2 separate regions of the Mus musculus genome follow, and region 1 is linked to region 2. Evidence: chromatin contacts called from public HiChIP or PLAC-seq data. All regions are on one chromosome and are shown on one strand. Each heading gives the region's core, a stretch centred on a gene start, on an enhancer-like site or on the middle of the called end of the contact. The rest is flanking DNA. Distances are from core to core; before and after follow the strand shown. Region 1 has its middle 12 kb from the start of Gm4319. Region 2 holds the start of Bard1 (BRCA1 associated RING domain 1).

What was found. HiChIP or PLAC-seq counts read pairs in DNA pulled down with a chosen protein or histone mark.
Region 1: an H3K27ac HiChIP or PLAC-seq map of acute myeloid leukemia shows a contact between it and region 2, with 7 times the contacts expected there. The contact joins the enhancer-like site here to the promoter of Bard1 in region 2. A contact is called at or near these places in 11 of 39 promoter capture datasets (the 3T3-L1 cell line, 3T3-L1-derived adipocytes, the C10 cell line and 6 more), 1 of 15 datasets of contacts at CTCF or cohesin (pro-B cells), 1 of 484 Hi-C or Micro-C datasets (bone marrow-derived macrophages) and 13 of 115 datasets of contacts at active chromatin or transcription factors (the NIH/3T3 cell line, acute myeloid leukemia, astrocytes and 8 more).

The regions. Positions count from the first base shown.
Region 1 is chr1:72,131,700-72,139,267 of GRCm38.p6, forward strand. No RefSeq gene overlaps it. Among named protein-coding and RNA genes, the nearest start is that of Gm4319, 12 kb to the left of the region's middle. Within about 2 kb of position 3,017, at least 14 of the 459 cell types and tissues checked have an H3K27ac peak or open chromatin away from gene starts, as enhancers often do. A contact at or near this core is called in acute myeloid leukemia, where this site is marked.
Region 2 is chr1:71,100,058-71,107,824 of GRCm38.p6, forward strand. Bard1 (BRCA1 associated RING domain 1) reads right to left here and starts at 2,915. Exons shown (of 11, transcript NM_007525.3): 1 at 2,611-2,915. The coding sequence starts at 2,750.

The DNA of each region.
Region 1 (7,568 bases), core at 1,767-4,266, 1.0 Mb after region 2:
TTGTCATCTGATTCAGAGCTACTAAGAGCTGGCTTCTCTAATTGATCTTTTTTCTTTTCTTTTTTCTTTTCCTTCTTTCTAATCTCTCCCCAGGTTTTCTTACCTGACCTTAACTTTTCCTCGGGTTCAAGACCCTTGGAAAGGCCTGTATACTTATTTTGTGTACCATATTTCCTCTTTGCTCCTACTCTCTCTCTCCGCTTTACTTCTGATAGATTGCCCTGAATTTCATCCAGAATTTTTAGCCCTACCTTAATCACTTGATAACATGTGAAAAAGAACAAAAGGGCTCCTAACACTAGAAAAAATTCAAGGCCAAACATACCTTGTAAAGCTATTTCCCACTTTACTTTTGATAGACTGTCTTGAATTTCGTTAGAAAGTTCAAGGCCAGGCGTACCTTGTAAAGCTATTTCCCACTTTACTTTTGATAGACTGTCTTGAATTTCGTTAGAAAGTTCAAGACCAGACTTACCTTGTAAAGCTGTACTCACTGGTACCCCTGTTCCCCAGCTAAAGAGTTCTGAATTCATGCAGTTGAATCCTTCTCAACAGTCTGTTTTACGGGAACCTTTATGACCGTGACCCGCAGTTTTGGTTCCGGAATGAGGAATCTTCCTTGCGCCGGTGATGGTTAACTCCCGTCCCGAGTTTTCTTGTCCCGGGTTTTTTTTTTTCGGATTTTCTCGTCCCGGGTTTCGGCACCAACTCTTACACGCGTTCTCACGACCGGCCAGGAAAGACACAACAAACCAGAATCTTCTGCGGCAAAACTTTATTGCTTACATCTTCAGGAGCAAGAGTGCAAAACTCAAACCCAAAAACGAAAGCGAAACCCCGTCCCTATTTAGGAGAGTTATCCTTCGCCTAGGACGTATCACTCCCTGATTGGCTGCAGCCCATGGCCGAGTTGTTGCCACGGGGAAGGCAGAGTACATGGGGTGGAGAAATACCCTTGGCACATGCGCAGATTATTTGTTTACCACTTAGAACACAGCTGTCAGCACCATCTTGTGACGGCGAATGTGGGGGCGGCTTCCCACAAATGTGTAACCTCTGGTCCCAGGCATTTCAAATAAGATAGACTCGCTCTCTAACATCAACCCCAGACCCTGAGGAGTGGCTCTTCCAGGAGAGTGCTGAGCACGCTTTGATTCAGTCCTGATAGCTCAGTGAGGTAACTATCACTGGGGTTCACCATTTTACCAGTGAGGACCAGAAAGCATAAGCAACTTGCCTGAGTTAGGGAAAGGAGAGCAGACACCCACCCCAGGGCTCCCTCACTGACCCAGCTTCTCCCCGCACACGTGACCTCTAATGATACGTGTTGGGCTTACTCTACCCTCCAGCAGATCGTCCGTGAGTCCCCTGAGAGCAGTGTAAGCCAACTCCCGCATGATGGCTCCAGTTGTCATATCCAGCAGGCCTGTATTAGCTACTTTCCTATTGTTATGATAGAACACCATGACCAAGGCAATTTATAGAAGGAATATTTTATTTGGGGCTTAAGGTTCAAGAGAGGTGAGAGTCTATCACCATCCCCGTAGGGACCTGTGAGAGTAGGCTAAGCGTGGTGACTGGAGCTGGAAACAGATCTGAGGGCTCTCATCTCAAATTACCAACAGGAAACAGAGGGAGATCACTGGAAATGGTCCATGACTTTTGAAAGCTCAAAGCCGCCGGGCTAGAGAGATGGTTCAGTGGTTAAGAGCACCGGCTGCTCTTCCGAAGGTCATGAGTTCAAATCCCAGCAACCACATGGTGGCTCACAACCATCTGTAATGAGATCTGATGCCCTCTTCTGGTGCATCTGAAGACAGCTACAGTGTGCTTAGATATAATAATAAATAAATCTTAGAAAAAAGAAAGAAAGCTCAAAGCCCACCCTCTGTAGCACACCCCCTCCAGCAGGGCCACACCTTCCAGACATAACCAAACAGGGTCACCAACTGGGGACCAAGTATTCAGATGCCTGAGAATACGTCAGACATCTCATTCAAACCACCACAGGGCCTCAACACAGGGAAAAGGCTAATGGCTGTTAGAAAAAAATCATAAGTCCATGGTCAGTAACTTAGCTTCTCCATGTATCCTTGAATACTGAGAATTCCAAGTATTCAAACAAAACGCTTGGATATCCACATGAAAATACATACACAAATTGTCTTAGTTTCTTTCCCTGACCAAAGCAACTTAAGGAAGGAAGTTTATTCTGACTCACAGTCTAAGCATAAACAGTCCATCATTCGGGGAACTGAAAGCAGAGAATTTGAAGTAGCTGACCATGTCCCATTCTCCACATCAGGACGCAGAGAGTGGTGGATATATGCTGCTGCTTCCTGCCTTTCTCCATTCTTTACACTCCAGGATTCCAGCCAGGGAATGACACACCACCTCAACTGACAAATTCAAGACAACACTCCACAGGCACACCCAGAGGGCCACTGTTCTCTTGCTGTGAAAAGGCACCAGGTCCAAGCCAACTCTTACAAAAGAAAGCATTTAGTTAGAGGCTTGCTTACAGAGAGGGTTAGGTCCATTATCATCATGGTGCTGGAGAAAGAGCTGAGGGCTTTACACCCTGATCCACAGGCAGCAAGCCCACCCCCAGTGACACACCTACCTAATCCTTCCCAACAGCTCATTAACCGGGGGCCAATCATGTAAATATATGTGCCTGTGGGGGGCATTCTCATTCAAGCCACCATACCCTTCTAATTCTACATTTTGTCAAGTAGACAGGTAGCACAATGCCCATAATAGATTTGTTGATAATCATCAAAAATAGCAATAACATGTTTGTGGGAGTGGATGTCTGGGACTTGCAAAAACTCTTAGGTTAAAGCTCTAACCCCCTGTGGTGGCTTGAATGGAAAACGTTCCCTGTAGCTTCTTGTGTCTGAATACTTGGTCCTAGGTTTGGTGGTGCTGTGTGAGGAGGTTGTGGAACCTTGCTAGAGGAATTGCATTACTGGGTGGGAGAGGGCAGGGCTTAGTTTATAGCCTTGCCTCACTTTCAGTTCACTTTTAGTTTCCTGTTGGTGGTTGGTTTCTCAGGTTCCTGATCCAGCCACTGGCTTGCTTCCCCTGGCTTGCTCAGCTTGCTTTTGTATAAAACCCAGGACTAGCAGCCCAGGGAAGGCACCACCCACCATAGGCCCACCCACCCTTGGTCACTAATTGAGAGAATGCCTTACAGCTGGGTCTCATGCAGGCATTTCCTCAAGGGAGGCTCCTTTCTCTGTGATAACTCCAGCTTGTGTCAAGTTGGCACATAAAACCAGCCAGTACAGGCTCTTTTGAATGGAATGAATGTCTTTATAAAAAATGAGAAAGAGAGAGAAAGAAAGAGCCTCTTCTATTCACTCTATTCACTTATATCATGAAGATGAACCATCTTCTGTTCTCTGCAAGACAGCCCTCATCAGCAACTGAATCAGGCCTGAACCTGGACTTGAACTTGTAGCTCCAGAACTATGAGAAGCAGATGCTTGTTTCTAGTTAGCCACGCAGGCTATGGCATCTTTGTCGTGGCAGCCCTGCTAGACTAAGATATATCCAACTATCAGCTGATGGATGAGTAGATAAAATGTATAGCCATACAATGCAGTGGTATTCTACACTATAAACAAACGAAATAGCATGCTACAATGTGGATGAACTTTGAATGATGATGGGGCCCATGTGTTTAAATGCCCAGGAATCACACATCTATAGAGACGGGAACCACATTAGTATGATAGATATGAAGAATGCAGGTGGAGTGCCTGCTAAAGGATATGGACTCTCTTTTGGAGTAATTAACTACAAAGTCGGTTGTTGTATACAACTCTGTGTATATGTACTAACAAGAACACACACTTACCTGAATTGTGTAGTCTCTCAGTTATACCTAAATAAAGCTATTACCAAAACTCTTCCCCATGTTCTCCACGTGCCTAGAGACAAAATGAATTGTGGGGACGTGCCTCCTAGTGTTCCAAGAAAACATGCCCAGGTGGGGCAAGCATGAAATCTTGGCACGAGGGGGAGACTGGGGCAAGAGGATCACAAATTCAAGTCCAGCCTGGACTGAACAAGACTGTCAAAAACAAAAATAAAAACAAAAAACTAATCCAGTCTCATAGCCCCATTGCCCTTTGCCTAATTCTTGCTGCCCTCCCCTGGTCTAAAACACCTACCCTAACTTGCTTCCATTCTTACCATCTATAAATTGCAGGTTTTGCCTGGTCATGAAAACCAGCTCCGGCTGTCCCTAGAACCCACCCATCAAAGGCCCACAGAAACATGGTACAATACATCAACCCTTACCAAGGCCTTGAAAGGACAGGGAGACGGGGAAATTCTAGGACACGGGACAGGCAGGGCACCCCTCACTCTGGATTCTGCTTGACATCTCTCGACAACCGCGAGTCAAGAATTGAAGCACAATTAATATTTGCTGTGAAGATTGCCTCCATAAAGACAACATCCCTCTTGTGTAGAGATATTGTTGAATAAGAGTATTAAACTGGCAATGGAGCGTGCTTACAAGCTAAGCCTATTGACCTTCAACGATGCCCTTGTTCCTTCCCTTCTAAAACCCTCACAAAGCCGATTAACTTTCGGGTGCCGCAAAGACACCCAAGCCTCCCACATCTCTGCGATGTGGAGTTTTATCTTATTAACTGTAATCCTGTCTGCACAAACCAGGAACTACCTCCTGATCTCTCATTTAAATTCCTTCACAACTCTTTGAAGAGCTTAACCTCAGAACTCATCGGTATCCCCCTAATGGCTACTGGAAACAAGACGATGAAACGCGATCCTCCTCTGAGAAGCCCTACCCAGGTGTAGGTAGATCTTAGACAGTACTTCCTGGGTTTCCTCTTTCTCTAATCAACCCCACCACTAACCATGTTGAACATCTCCCTTCTAATAAGCTCCAACTCCACTTCACAATGGCTCGTTCTAAAATCAAGGATCTAGTTTTACCTGGAGAAAAACCTCTGAAACCTCCCCGGGCTGCCACTGGGTCTCTATCCCAGCCCTTCCAGGCCCTGGCAGCCAAGGGCACAAAACATATGACCGGTGACAACTGTAGCACACACAACTTTTCTCCCCTTTGTCCCTCAGTTCTTCCAAATCCTCTGTCCTTCCTGTCCCCTCAGAGGCAGCTGCAGCTCTTCATCTCTTCACAAGGCAGCTGGTCCTTCAGGTCTCACATACCCTCTCTCAGAGACGCCCCCACCTATGCCACACAAAGGCACCCACCCCTTCCACTTTACGGTACACCTGCATTTCTCTCTGAGGTACCTTGCTACCTATTCTATTCTTGTCCTTAGAAATTAAGGTTTTTTTTTTTTTTCTTTTCAAACACCAACTATGGGCATTTACTTTTAATGAAAGTTCACAGACCTTTCTGTATTTTTAGATAAGTTACAGAAGTGGCCTACAGGAGACTAGAATGACTTCTAAGCTGTTAAAAATTTCTCTGATAGAAGAGTCATAATCCTGGAAGAAACAAGTGAACCCAAGAAAGACCCTAGTGTGTGTCTACTAAACTAACACAGTGACAATAGCCTAGAAAACAAACATTTTATCAGTAGTATGCTATATAGCACCTAATGTATATTCTAGGATATAATGTATATTATAGGCTGGAGAGATGGCTCTGCAGTTAAGAGCACTTGCTGCTCTTGCAGAGGACCCAGACAAGACATTTCCCACACAGGGTCTTTTTTTTTTTTTTCGTTAAGAACAGATTTATTTTTACTAATTTTTAAATGATGTATATATGCTTGTGCATGGGTATGTCACGAGTATAGGCAGCCGTGGAATCCAGAAGAAGATGCGGTTTCCTGGAACAGGAGCGAGGGAAAAGGAGAATATTCACTCTTAGTCACAGAGCCGTCTCTCCAGTCTCTTGCTATCTTATTTTGATTCCAACATCTTGGGGAGCCCTTTGCAGAACGTTCCAGAGAGACGAGTATAAATGTGTTCTGCTTTGTCTGCAAACAATATGCATGAAAGAAAGAGACATTCTCCTGGGTGCAGTTCCCTGTACAAAAGTTGGACGGTTCTGTAAGACTAAACGCAGGGGTCCTTGAGTCACTCTTCCCAAGTCAGGACTCAAGCTGTCAATCCAGGAATATCCTTCCAAAAGTTTTATTTTTATAGAGAGCTTTGTAATACAGAGCTTTGTAAAATCAGTTACTTTGGCCCATCCTTGGGAAAAGGTTATTCATGTGTCTACTAAATGTACATCAGGAAATAGACAATTAGGGTTTGGGGATGCCATAGATGTTCTAAAGACACAAAGAGGCTGGAGAGATGGCTCAGCAGGTAAGAGCACTGGCTGCTCTTGCAGAGGATCCAGATTCAATTTCCAGCACCAATATTGCAGCTCACAACCGTCTATAACTCCAAATGAGTTACAAGAGATGAGATACCCTTACACGGATATACCAATGATACACAGAGAAAAATAAAAATAAGGAAATAATTTCTTATTTAAAATAATAATATTAATAACAATAATTAAGAACTAGAGGGACCTGACAGGTTTTCTAAGCTGCCATTTCAGACTACACCCTGTGAGGAGGGAGGCTGATCTTTGATGGGTGCCCATGGCCTAGGTGGTGGGGGTGTAAGTAACTGTGACAGGAGGAACCTAATGAGCCAGGAACAGTTTGGAAGATCCACAGCAACTAACAACAAAGGAAGATCAGTATCATTTTGGTTCTAAAATATTTAGGTTCTGTAAACACAGTAAAATGTCCAGGGAAATCTGAAGTTAAGGCTTCACACATGCCAAGCAAACACTCTGTCATGGTGATACGCTGTCGGCCCTTCTGTGGAAATTCCTACAGAACTATTGCCAGGCTGAGAGACAAGCTAGAGAGTGCCTTGTATCACCTCTGCCATTTACGACATCTGCTGTGTGACAGCTTATAGCTTCCAAGTGATCTCACATACATTCTTGTGATTTTTGGAACTCCTTTGTAGACTAAAGTGTCTGGACATATATACATGTACAATACACACAGCTATGCTAAACCCGGCTACCACTAAACCTTACAACTTGTTTACATTCTGGAAGATTCCTGCAGATATTTTTCAAAAGCTTTTAAAATGTAAACATGGGGCTTGTCTTCAAAAGAAATGCAGGTTCCAGCTATGCACACAGACCTAGCAGAAATCAAGCTCACAGAGACTCACGCTGTAAAAACATACTTGGAAAAAAATGTTCAAGTCAGACCGTGTAACTGGCGGTATAAACCAGGCAGCTGGATAATCTTGATCCTCGAGTTTATTACCTAGGAGACAGAGATGGTAAAACCTCCCTAGGGAAGCAACAAGTAGAAAACTGTATATAATTCAGCACTTTCTACAAGCCACGAGTGTGAATATCAAGTCCCCCTGACTGGTCTTTAGCCTCCATGTTAAAAGTTTGCCAAAGGCCAGGTATGGTGGTACATGCCTCTAATCCCAGCACTCAGGAAGCAGAAGCAAGTGGATCTCTATGAGTTCAAGGACAGCCTGGTCTATATAGCAAGTTCAAGGACAGCCAAGGCTACATAGAGAAC
Region 2 (7,767 bases), core at 1,665-4,164:
AAAACAGATCCAATGTGCTACACAAGACAGGTGACAGCTGGGAACAGCAGAGAGATGACAGCTGCAAGCTGAATGTGAGGGTAATCGGGGTAATCAGCAGCCTAGTGGGGAGAGCTCTGAAGCTCGGGGACAGGAGCACACCATTCAAATAACATGCCACTCTGGGTGATGATGAGCAAAGCAGCAGCAGACTGTCCAGGGTTGCTCTCCTCTAGCAAGCAGGAAGGGAGAGGCAGAAAGAGCTTGAGAGACAGCAAAGCCAGGAAGAAAAGCATTTCCCATATGACCTAAACCATTTCCTGTGAGCTGTAAACCAGTATAACCAAAGGGTCTTTAAACTTAAGTTTGCTTCCTTAAAACTGAGTCTGAGGCTGGACATGGTGCCATACATCTGTAATCCTAGTGCTAAGGACACTACAGCAGAAGGTCACTTAATTTAAAGATAAGATGGGCACAAAATATGTTCCAGGCTAACCCAGGCTATGGAGCAATCTGTTGTATCAACAGAAAAATAAAAGAAAGAAGGAAAAAAGTTTGAAAAGTTGTTGCCTCTGGTCCAAATCAAGCCAAAACAGCCTGCTTTCCCACAGCCCTTTGAACAAAGAACATTTTTATACTTTCTGTTTGCTTTGGTTTGGTTTGGTTTTCGAGACTGGGTCTCACGATGTAGTCCTGCAAGCCAGGAACTCAATGTAGACCAGGCCGGCTAAAAACTCAAAGGCAACTGATTGTAACAGCCTCCAGAAAGCTGAGTGTAAGGGCATGAACCACCCACTCCCAGCCTTTTAACCCTTTTAAAGAAAGTAGAGATGATTTGTGACTGAAAAACCTAAGTAATATTTATTGACACTTCACAGGGAAAAATTAATTCAAAGTCCTATATGAGCTTATATCCTCTAGTAGTTAAAATAAACTCATTTAGCAGAGTTTAATAAACTGAAAAAAAGAAAAACAAGACCACAGGAACCTCATATTCTCTGGACAACTGGATGTGGCATAGTACAGCCTGAGCCTAATTACTATTATCTTCAGGCCCTTGACTCTTACGGTAAGCTAGCTCGCTTAGTTTAAAAGAGCTGGCAGTTGGTAAAAAGGGAAACTGGTTGTTTAATTTTAGGACAACCTACAGATTATTCATATTACTTTATCTAGTTAGTCTCTTCCAAATGGCTCAGCAAGCAGACTAAATCATTTTCTCATCACATCTTTTTGTGTCCATTTTGGATAGTCACCACAGGAAACAACTTACATGTATTTAATTTTTTCTTGGGATCCCTGAGGCAGGGTTACAGAAACATTGGGAAGGAAGCTTTGCTCACGAATGGGCTCTCCATACTCGGAACACTGTTTGGTATGTATTCATTACATGTTTATTATCAAATCTCAATATTAGCAAATTAATATGTGAATGAGCAAACCATTATTACTGAGGTACAGAGAAGACCAAAGATGTGGCTGGAACCTGAACTCATGTGGTCTGACACATTCTAAGTGGAAGAATATGTGTTTCCATCTGAGTTTAACTGTGGTTCAACTATTTAAAGCAGTGGTTGGGTCTCAACCTTCCCTGATGCTACAACCCCTTCAATATAGTTCCAAACGTTGTGGTGACCCTAAACCATACCATTCTTTTCTTTGCTACTTCATAACTGTAATTTTGCTACTAAGCTGGGTCTCCGTTCCTAAGACCTAAATGTGTGTCCCAGTGGTCGCGACCCACAGATTGAGATCCAACATGTGCGTCATCACTGGCCTGCTACTGCAACTAGAAGTTGAGTTTCCGATGTATGTCTACACCCAGGATGATCCGTATGCTTTAGGAAAACACAAGCAGAACTCAGAACGTGTTCATGTTAACAGAATCGCCACTCTCCTAAGAAATACAATGCCATTCTTTCAAATACTAAGAGTTTGTAAAAAAAAAAAAAAAAAAAAAAAAAAAAGAATAATTTAACGTAAGTGCAAAGTTTGTTGCCAGTTAACTTTAAAAAAAAAAAAAAAAGTTGCAGTTAACACTGTATTTGTAGTAAAGACTGAAGGCTTAACATTCGCTACTGCCAAAGAGAAAAAAGGGGAAAGAAGTATATTTCTTGGTAGTATTCGATAAACAGCCTCAGGTAAGAAAGTACCACTTAGGAGTGCATTTCAGACTGAATAAAATCCAAGAGAGGGCATGTTGGAGGATCAGTGGTACAGGGCCATAATCTAACTAAGTTAAAATTGCGATGCTCAACAAACTGCCATCGCCAAACTACCGGTCACCAGGTCCCTAGCCTCCCATTCCCCACGCCGAGCCTGCTACTAGAGAAAGGACCAAAAGGTCAGCCTCACAGGGGCTGTTGTGCCCCGCACGCAACCACGGGACCACGCTCCCAGAGGACCGAACTCCAGGACCCCAGCAGCACTAGCTCGGCTCAGCTCCGAGCGTCACCTTCGGGGAGTGACCAACGAGCTGCGCTTTGAGCCACGCCCCGAAGGCAGTTCTCCCGCGAAAATTCGAAAAGTGCCGTTTGAGTCATCTTCGTTGCAGGTGGCTGGGAAGCCACTCAGAAAACTCAGGAGTGGGACACGGAGGGACAGACGACACTAGGTCGCCAGGCCGGTCCTTACCAGCGGGAGCAGCGCAGCAGCTTCTCCAGGCGGGCAAGCGCCGCGCGGCTGTGGGCCCAAAGCCCGTCGGTAGCCGGCTCCATGGCGGGCACGGGAGCAGGCTGGTTCCCAGAGCAGACCCTCGGCGGCCGGCGTGGCATTCCCACAGAGGAGGGGAGGTCAGGTTTGCTCTAGCGCCGCACCCCGCTGGTCACCGCCGGATCCTGCTGCGTGCGGAGTCTCTGAATTGGTCGGACGCCTCCGGCTCGGAGGCTGAAACGCGGTAAAACTCAGAGATGGAAGGACCCGGCTTTAGGCCACGCCCTCAAGGCCTGAGGGCGGGGCTTTAGTAATGCGGTCCAAGTTCCGGAAATGGAGAGGCGAGGCTTGAGAGGCCACGCCCTCAGGAGGTGTAGGGCGGACCGCGGAAACCAAAGTGCCAAGGCGCGGGGTTGAGGAGGCGTGGGGAGAAGTCACCTAGGCCTGTGGCCCTAGGAGGCGGGGTATAGCGCGCTCAAACTTCCTGAGCGGGAAACTGAGCGGCGGGGCCTCAGGCCACGCCTTCAAAGAGGCGGGGCTCCCCATGGGTTTCATTCCCACCCCCTCTCAGTTTACTGAAACTGTGCTTACCTAGAAGTTGGATTCTAACCCTCCCATAGCCTCAGGAGCTTGCCGCTGAAGCCATCTACAAAGAGTGGCATTCAAGCTACTGTTGAACTTGGACAAGCTTTTCCCATGACAATAAAAGTACTACCCTTTATATAAGAAAGTTCTCTTTTTCTCCTTGCTGTAGGATATAAGAATCCGCTAAATACTAAGTTTCAATTTCACTTTTTAACTAGCTGTAAATATCCGACCAAGGGCATCTCTTAGAAGTTCTGGTGTGCTTTTAAAATATGATAAACTGCATAAAACGTTTTTGTTTGCTAGAGGGTCTACCCTCCCCGGGGATTTTTTTTTTTTTTTTTTTTTTGAAACGGCGTCTGTTTGCCAACCTAGCTTAAACTGTGAAGCTAAGGGTGACCTTGAACTTCTCAGTTTGCGATCCTCCACCTCTGCGCGATAGGGGATTACAGATATGCACCACCACGCCCAGCTTACATGGTGCTGAACTGAGTTTAGAGCCTCCTTTATGCTAGAAGTATTCTACCAGCCAAATCCATAGACCCTCCTGCGGATCTGAATATTAACACTGGGCAAGCACAGCCCGCCCTCTCCACAGCTTCCAACCTATGAACACATTCTTGCATATCCCCTTTTATTTCTCTGTCTCTGCTTAACCGCCCCAGCTGCCTCTGTTTACCTTAAAGTTGTTCCTTCTTACTGGAATCCACACATCTGCCTAGATTGCCTCCCATCCTTAGGCCTCACTAAAGATATACAAGACATTACCAAACACAAAATTAGTCTTGGCACTACCCTGATTAAACTCTAAAGGTGGAAAGGCCTGGAAGGTCCTTTAATCCCAGCACTAGAGGCATGGAAATGGGGGGAGGGGGGGGGAAGAGCAGGTGGATCTCTGAGTTCAAAGCCAGCCTAGTCAACAGAGTTCTGAGACAGTCAAGACAAACCCTATCTCAAATAAATAAACAAACAAACAAACAAATAAAACTCTAAAGCTATTTCTTTGATGAGATATGAGGCCTATGCCAACCTGGGAAAGCATGCCATTATTCTCCCGTGGAGCTTTTCTTCATCAAAAGCCTAGGTCCAGCTGCCTCTGGGCTTTTACACAAAGATTCACTTTGGAACCTGGAATTTTCCTCTTAGGCAGTACTCCTTCAGATCTCAGCTCAAACATCAATGCTTGAAAGGTTTTCCTGATCCTGAATGTAGAGTCTCTCAGGTACTTTTAACCTCACAGTTCATAGCATGCACATTTATATGAGCATTTATAGAACCAGGGTGGACATGTAATATAAAGCTCTAAATAGAGCTGAGAGTTTGAGTTCTTGGACTCTTATATATCGCAAGTGCTTCACTTAATTATCTGACTCAAGCCTCCTATGAATACTACAACTTGAGGCTAAATTCAGTGTGGGACTGAACCAATGTGTCTGCCCCTGAAAGAACCTAGTGGGGAAACCCCCACTCAATTTTTGTTCAGCGCGCACCCAAGAATCAAGAAAAGACGACCATCTTGATGTAAAAGCATGAGGTAGTTTAATGACGGAGCTCCGGGCCAACACATATCTCCCGCAGGAGACAGAGGTGTCGACCACATGGTGGAGTCATAATGGCAGAGCTCCGGTTCAAAACGTATCTCACTCAGGAGACAGTGGTTTCGACCCCGACACTTGGAAGCTAGGGGTTTTTATAGAAAAGGGATGGGGCTGGGGGAGGAATTGGCTCGGTTTCACATGATTGGTCCATTTAAACACCAACAGACTGTCAGAAGGGTGGGAGATAGGGAGGCACTAGGACAGTCAGGACATATGACGACGGGCCTACCCGGGCATGTCCTGGCCTATTCTGCTATGTTCTCAGCCCCAGGTTTCAAAGCTCACAAACAACTCTTTGGGCTATTTGACATAAATTACATGAATCACATGTCTCAAGTTTTATTTCCTTTCACCCCAAGTTCATGAATGGAAGCTCTAGCCCCTAATGAGACAGCATTTGGAGGCAGGGACTTATGAAAGCACTTAGGTTTATATGAGATTTTGAGGATGGAACTGATGAACCAGCCTGCCTCCATCTTAGGCTTGAAAGCCATCATCTTACAGTAAAAACAAACCAAGTTCATTCCTGATTATGATTAATATTCCATTTCTCAAGGATTGGGCTATGCCCAACCTGCAACCTTACTTACAAATGGTTCTGTACTGGCTGTTCCAGGAATCAGGAATCATGTTTTTGTTTCAAAAAGTTATAACCACCTTGGAACCCTACCTCTGTTTCACAAGGTTGTTATAACTGACTACCTGTTGTTATGTCTCCTTTATGATCACCTTGCAATCATGTCTTTGTTTCAGGAGGTCATTATGACTGATGTGGTAGGCTTATTTTCTGCCCCTGTAAACTCCACCTACTTTTCTTCCCAAATCTCCCATTTGAAAAGCCCCTACCCCTGAGCTATAAAACCCTTGTCTTCCTCCCCTGTAAGCTGACCTCTCAAGCCCTACCTTAGGGGGAGGGAGCCCATGGAGGGAGTACAAATGCTTGCTTAATTCCTTGCTTGCTTTAACTAGTTTGCCCATGGTGATTTGGGCTCGTAGTCTCTCTCCTCTTATCTCTAGGAACCACAGAAACCACCATAATCATCAGCCGAGGAAGAATTATCTCATGTTCTGTCTTGTAAGAGTGCAAAAAGTGAGCAGCCCCACGGTGAGAACCAACCGTGGCATGCCGATGCTGATCCTGGGTGGCTGCGGTACATTCTTGATGGGTTTTTTTGTCACCAAAACTATAATTTTGTAATAGCAGTCCAGCCGAACAAGATCCTTCCTGAAAAGAAGCATTTAACGTGTGGTGCATCTTGACCCGGGTGTTTTAATTAATCTTTATTTCCAGTAATCTTTTTTTTGGTCTCAACTTAAGTAGTTCTGCTACATCACAAAGGCCCAGCAAGTTTCGATGACTTCACCAGAATCTAGTAGTAAAAGTAGATGAACAAAACAAAAATCTAATCCAACCCCCAACCCCACCTCTATCCCCAAGTGCATGCTGGGTAGGTACTCTACCACCGAGCCACACCCTAACTTCTCCCTTTTGGTCTCATAAAGCATTCTAATGAGACCTTAACACAAGCACACTAACCACATAGTTTTCTAAAACTCAGAGGCACACATGGAGTTAGTTCTTGGTTACAAACTCTGTCAAGTTACTTACTCGTTGCTGAGCCTCCGGATAATCAACGTCTAAGTCACTGGCACTCCAGGATTCATGAAATATAAAGATAATTTCATGAATCAGTCCCATTACAATCTCGTACAAACATGTGACCTAAATCAAATTTTAATTTTTGAGATCGTGTTTGCTGTGTAGCCCAGGCTGATTAGAACCCTTGACCCTCCTCCCTCAGCCTCTTGGGTGCTATGACCATGGAATTCGATCAGATCTTCAGCTCTCTAAACATTAACTTTATCTGGAAAATGGAGATAATAAGTCATATAGATTTTTTTATATTTTCACAAGAGCCTAAGTATGAATTGCCTGTATTGATAAGCATCCAAGAAATAGTAGCATTGAGTCCAGTCACATAATTTCTATAGAACAGGGAACACATTTATCAAATGCTTTTTTAATTATGGCACTACTTAACTGTGATCAGAGTAAATGAACATTTCACATTTTATAAACTACTTTGGGGACCAGATGATTGCAATTGGCCCATTTCTTCTATACTGTAGAAGCCATTGTGACCCAGGTGCAATGGGTTCTCTCTTGGTTTCCTGTTTTCATGGCCCTGATACCTCTCCCAGGGCTCATATTACTTTCGGGGGACCGTTTAAGGGCAGTGATAGTAGACTTAAAAGAATCATCAAGATTGTCCTGTCTTCAACAGCCTGTCCCCTCCCTTCTAGCTCACCCTGCTTCACTCAAGGCACTAGCGCATTACGATTACTGGAAAGCAGCTCCTCACCTCACCCATAAATGAGCTAATTCTTCCAGGTGTGTGTGTGTGTGTGTGTGTGTGTGTGTGTGTGTGTGTGTGTGTAAAACATAGACATCCTTTTTAGGATGAGTTGACCAATAATTGCAAAAATACTAATTTTGGGATAATGGTAGAGCCCTTTACAAAATCTATTCCACCCACAACAATAATGGGGGTAGCAAATGAATACTGAAATTATCCTCTCCGACGGGGAAAATCTGTACAGAAATCCAGTCCATCAACAAGGTTTTACTAACGTGTTAGTTCGCAGCGTTCTTCTGTTTAAAGGGGCTAAGTGGTTTTCTATTTGCTTTCTGAGTTTCTTCCTAAGAACCAACTATTTATACAGAAATTTAGACTTGTTGCTCCATTTCTCTCTGCATGTATTCCCCAACTAAGTAGTACTCCAAAGTTGCTGAGACTCTCAAAACGATTCCTGCTCCCCGAAATGAACACTCTGTTCCTAGGAGGATTCTGAGGCATACAAACTGCTTGCTTTAACCTATTTACCTCTCCTGTGCCCTGCCACTCCGTACTTTCCCCCACAGGCCTTCAGTTCTTCCCTGCAGTACTTCTCTGCA